2 separate regions of the Gossypium raimondii genome follow, and region 2 is linked to region 1. Evidence: chromatin contacts called from public Hi-C data. All regions are on one chromosome and are shown on one strand. Each heading gives the region's core, a stretch centred on a gene start, on an enhancer-like site or on the middle of the called end of the contact. The rest is flanking DNA. Distances are from core to core; before and after follow the strand shown.

The links. Hi-C and Micro-C count contacts between places; a contact is called where the count stands out from the background.
Region 2: a contact with region 1 is called in a Hi-C map of leaf, with 1.6 times the contacts expected there. The contact joins the promoter of LOC105773933 here to the promoter of LOC105773245 in region 1. A contact is called at or near these places in 2 of 2 Hi-C or Micro-C datasets (both in leaf).

Annotation. Positions count from the first base shown.
Region 1 is chr6:49,856,730-49,859,453 of ASM2569854v1, reverse strand. It overlaps LOC105773245 (DExH-box ATP-dependent RNA helicase DExH9), which reads left to right and starts at 1,405. Exons shown (of 14, transcript XM_012594970.2): 1 at 1,405-1,848; 2 at 1,930-2,130; 3 at 2,220-2,438. The coding sequence starts at 1,576.
Region 2 is chr6:50,042,600-50,045,350 of ASM2569854v1, reverse strand. LOC105773933 (thiamine thiazole synthase 2, chloroplastic) reads left to right here and starts at 1,474. Exons shown (of 2, transcript XM_012596153.1): 1 at 1,474-2,477; 2 at 2,568-2,751. The coding sequence starts at 1,575. The coding sequence ends at 2,735. It overlaps LOC105773932 (cysteine-rich receptor-like protein kinase 10), which reads left to right. Exons shown (of 6, transcript XM_012596152.2): 3 at 1-127; 4 at 219-456; 5 at 583-733; 6 at 813-1,265. The coding sequence ends at 1,109.

The DNA of each region.
Region 1 (2,724 bases), core at 156-2,655:
ATCGGCTACCACCATCATCATTATCGAAATTTGAAAAGGAAAAAGTGAAAGAAGTTTATAATATTTGACGAAAATGATTGTTATCGGAATTGAAAATTGGTAAAAAAGGGAGAAACTTGAAGAAGAAGAGCTTAAAAGGTGATAGAAAGCTATAAATTTAAACTAACGCGACCTTCGTTGTCACCAAAACTCGAAAAAGAGCTTGTTAAACCATAAGAAGAAAAGCCTAATAAGGTAACAAAAAGGTATAAAATTAAACAAAAACAACCATTATCTTTATGGGAACCCGAAAAGGAGATCGGTAAACTCGAAAAAGAGCTTGAAAAGGTGATAGAAAGCTATCATCTTCTATCGAATAATCTATCAAGAGTTCACAATGCTGGGATTAATGAAGTAGAGAAATAAGTGTTGAATTTTAGTTGTTTTTCAAAAGGTTCATAGAAAGGTTCCTAACTTTAGTCAAAAATAAAAAAAAATACCACCTTAACAATAAGGTAATTAAAAAAATGGTAAACTACACCCATGGCCACTTTTGTTTACCTTAGGTTACGTTTTAGTCACTTATGTTTGAAATGTTACGTTTTAGTCATTTATGTTATCATGTTGTAACATTTTAGTCATTGAGCCATTAACCGTCGTTAATGGTGTAATGCGATAGTGACGTGGCACGTTAAATCATCATTTCAAACAAAATTTTAGGTTAAATTATACAATTGATCCCCATATTTTTTTCCTTTTAAGTAATTTAATTTTTTTCTTTTATGTTCTTTAAAATTTCGTCTTTTTTTTCCATTCTCTTTTGTTTCTCCTTTTATTTTCATACCTTTCCCATTTCTTTTAACATATTAGGAAGTCGAATTGGCAGTGAAAAAAGAAGTAGGAAGTCGACTGTCATCACCTATAACCAAAACCCATAAACCCATACCATGCTTCTTTCTTCACTACCAATTCGACTTCCTGGTATGTTAAAAGAAATAAAGAAGGTAGGAAAATAGTGGGAGAAGCAGAAGAGAATGGAAAATAAAGAAAAAGAAAGAAAGAAAGTTAAAAGAACATAAAAGAATTAAATTGCTCAAAACGAAAAATTATGGGGACCAATTGTATAATTTAACCTAAAGTTTTTGTTTGAAATGATAATTTAACGTGCCATGTCAGCTTACCATTACACCATTAACGATAATTAACGACTTAGTGACTAAAATGTTACAATATAATAACGTAAGTAACTAAAACGTAACATTTCAAACATAAGTGACTGAAATGTAACCTAAGATAAACAAAAGTGACCACGGGTGTAGTTTAGCTTTAAAAAAAATTATACAACAACCCTATTGCCATGTAATATAAGCTATTGTTTATTAAGTTGGGATGTTTAAAATGTAAAACATAGCTCGGAAGTGTTTTACGATTGCCTAAATTAGTGTGTAATTTAAAAGACTTACTCGCTCGGTCTGTTCTTTCTCTTTTTATTCGTGTTTTGAGTTTGTTTGGCTTTCCCCTAAGTTGCCGCCGCTGCCGCAGGATAGAATCTTCTCTTTCCCTCTCTTCCTAAGAAGTCTTGAAGAAGATAAGTAAATGGAATCCTTGAAGAGGAAGTCAGGTGAGGCGATATCCTCTGAGTCTCCTCCGCCGCCGCAGAAGAAGAAACATCACGGTGAAGACGTCTCACCGTTGGCGGAGGAAGCCTTCGGATGTGTCCATGATGTTTCATATCCTGAAGGTTATGTTCCTTCTGCTTCCTCTTTACAATTTCTAGCTGACTCTAAACCTGCCAAGGAGTTTCCTTTCACGCTTGACCCCTTTCAGTCTGAAGCTATCAACTGCCTCAATCGTGGCGAATCTGTCCTTGTAAGACATTCTTTTGTTCTTCTTGTTCTTTTCTTTCCCAACAAAGAAAGTAGAGAAAGTGAAATGCTAGTTTCAATACAGGTATCGGCACATACATCAGCAGGCAAAACTGTAGTAGCTTTATATGCAATTGCTATGTCTTTGCGGAATAATCAGCGTGTTATATATACTTCACCTATTAAGGCTCTCAGCAATCAGAAGTATAGGGAGTTTAAAGAGGAGTTTTCCGATGTCGGTTTGATGACTGGAGATGTTACAATTGACCCTAATGCTTCTTGTTTGGTTGGTACTTTACTTGCTTTCCGTCTCATATTACGTTTTCTCCTTTAGTATTTGATTTTTTTATATGTTCCCAACTGTTTGATTTTCAGGTGATGACCACGGAAATCTGGCGAAGTATGCAGTATAAAGGGTCCGAGATTATTCGTGAGGTGGCGTGGGTTGTTTTTGATGAAGTGCATTACATGCGTGATCGCGAGAGAGGTGTTGTCTGGGAAGAGAGTATTGTTATGGCACCGAAGAACTCTCGATTTGTATTTCTTTCAGCAACTGTACCTAATGCGAAGGAATTTGCTGATTGGGTGGCCAAGGTGGTTAATGTTTGCTTTAATTTATTCACCAACTTTCTACATGAATATAATTAATCAGTGCTCTTTAGCCAGCTTATCTGTTTTGAATAGCAGCCAACTTATTTTCATTTCTCTTAGTAGGGTATATTTGTAACATGTAAAAGCTTGGTGTTTTGTTTATCTTTTTCCCTCCATAAATCGAAAGTAGGAAAGTTTTCTTTGAGGAACTATGAGGAGAACAGTAAAAAATAAACTACATAAAACAACCCAGCACAAATCTGAAATTCTTGAGTTTAAATCTTATTAT
Region 2 (2,751 bases), core at 225-2,724, 190 kb before region 1:
GTCCTACTGATATTGAAACTTCAACATAAAAACCTTGTCAGGCTTCTGGGTTTCTGTGTGGATCAGCAAGAACAGTTGCTTGTTTATGAATTTATGCCCAACAGCAGCCTTGATGTTGTCCTCTTTGGTATTGTTCTTGAACTCTTTATTTGTTTTGAGCTCTTTAAGTAACTGGAAATTACTCGAAGTGTTTGCTTGATACTTGTCTCTTGCATTAGATCCAAAGAAACGTGCACAACTCAATTGGAGCAAACGTTTAAACATTATTAATGGAATTGCAAGGGGAATTCTTTATCTACACGAGGATTCACGACTTAGGATCATACATAGGGACCTGAAGGCTAGTAACGTGTTGCTAGATTTTGACATGAACCCGAAAATCTCAGATTTTGGAATGGCAAGAATCTTTGCTGGAGCGGACGGTGAAGCTAATACGGCACGTATAGTCGGAACATAGTAAGGCACCGCTCTTCTAGTTTCAGTTCATTTCCTCAAAATTTAACTATTGCTCAAAGCACATAGTGTGATCTGCTAAATAATTCTTTCTCAAGCATAATAAAATCTAGTTCTTCTTTGCATTAGTGGATATATGGCTCCGGAGTATGCCATGGAGGGATTGTATTCGATCAAGTCCGATGTTTTCAGCTTTGGAGTACTTTTGCTTGAGATAATTACAGGCAGAAGGAATGCAGGGTTCAATCAAACGAAACATGCCCAAACCCTTGTTGCATATGTAACTTTTTAATCCACAGCTTGAATTACTTGCTTTTCAATTTACTAGACACTGTTAATGACATTGAATCATGATGCAGGCATGGCATCTATGGAATGAAGGGAATGCTCTGGAATTGATGGATGCATTACTAACTGATGGATTGATGGACGAATTTTTAAGATTCATTCATATCGGACTGTTGTGTGTCCAAGAAGATGCATTTGACAGGCCTACCATGTCATCTGTTGTGGTAATGTTAAAAGGTGAAACTGTGACACTAAGCCAACCACAACAACCTGCCTTCTCCATGGGAAGATTTACTGAGCACCATCAAACATTCACTAGAAGTTGCTCCACCAATGGTTTATCAATTTCAAGTGTTGCACCTAGATGATTGACCCCGAAACTCCAGTGATGCCAGAGATTCAATCTTTTCTTTACCTGAAGGTTTCTACATGTGATGATAACTTCATTTCACATAAATTTAGTACATACTAGTGTTATCTTCTTTAAGATATTTTGTATGTCATAATAAGTTTGTGACCTTGAATCACAATTGTTTCTAAATTCCAACTAACAAAGGCTGCTCTTGCAGTAGCCAAAGATACTATTGGGCTACTAATATCCCAAGTAGATAGCAAAAACCAAGCCATCAATTATGAACCATTCAAATTCAATCATCATCAATCCTTCCCCTTTTCAGATATTTTTATACGAGATATTTTCATCAAGCTTTGACACAACATTCAGATATTTTCAACTCTCTTCATTTTAGAAAAAAGCTTAAATACCCAAGTTTGGATTCATCACTCTCCACTAGATCCCTTTCATCTACCACACAAACTTAGCTGAAAGATCAATGGCAGCCATGGCAACAGCTCTCACCTCACTGTCTTCAAGCCCCAAACCATCTTTCCTAGACCACAACAAGTCATCCTTCAGCGGCACTCAAATTCCTTCTCGCTTCACTCCCATCAAGTCCTCTTCACACAACTCTGCCATTTCCATGTCCTTAACCCCTCCTTATGACTTACAATCCTTTGAATTCCAACCCATCAAAGAATCCTATGTTTCTCGTGAAATGACACGCCGTTACATGATGGACATGATTACCTATGCTGACACTGATGTTATCATCGTCGGCGCCGGTTCCGCTGGCCTCTCTTGTGCTTACGAGATTAGCAAAAACCCCAACATCCGTGTTGCCATAATCGAACAATCTGTTAGCCCTGGTGGAGGTGCATGGCTTGGTGGCCAACTATTTTCAGCCATGGTTGTTCGCAAACCAGCTCACAGGTTCCTCGACGAGCTCGGCATCCAATATGACGAACAAGAAGACTACGTTGTCATCAAGCATGCAGCTTTGTTCACATCAACAATCATGAGCAAGCTTTTAGCAAGGCCTAACGTGAAGTTGTTCAATGCTGTGGCTGCTGAGGATCTGATAGTCAAAGGAAACAGGGTTGCCGGTGTGGTAACGAACTGGGCTTTGGTGTCAATGAACCACGACACACAATCCTGCATGGACCCGAACGTGATGGAGTCTAAGGTTGTGGTCAGTTCTTGTGGACATGATGGACCTTTTGGAGCTACTGGGGTCAAGAGATTGAAGAGCATTGGGATGATTGACAGCGTCCCTGGAATGAAGGCACTGGATATGAACACGGCAGAGGATGCAATCGTTAGGCTTACAAGGGAAATTGTGCCTGGCATGATTGTAACAGGAATGGAAGTTGCAGAGATTGATGGTGCCCCAAGAATGGTAACTATTAACACTCCCTTTTTACTTTTTAATTGTGATTTGAGTTATTGATGTGTTATAATGATGAAATTGTGGATTTGGTTTTTTCAGGGTCCAACATTTGGAGCAATGATGATATCAGGGCAGAAAGCAGCACACTTAGCCTTGAAGGCATTGGGGCAGCCCAACGCCGTAGATGGGACCTTCAGCGAAGCTGAAAGGGTACAGCCTGAGTTTGTTCTAGCTGCTGCTGAAACAGAGGAGACTGTGGATGCTTGAAAAAATATTTGATAAT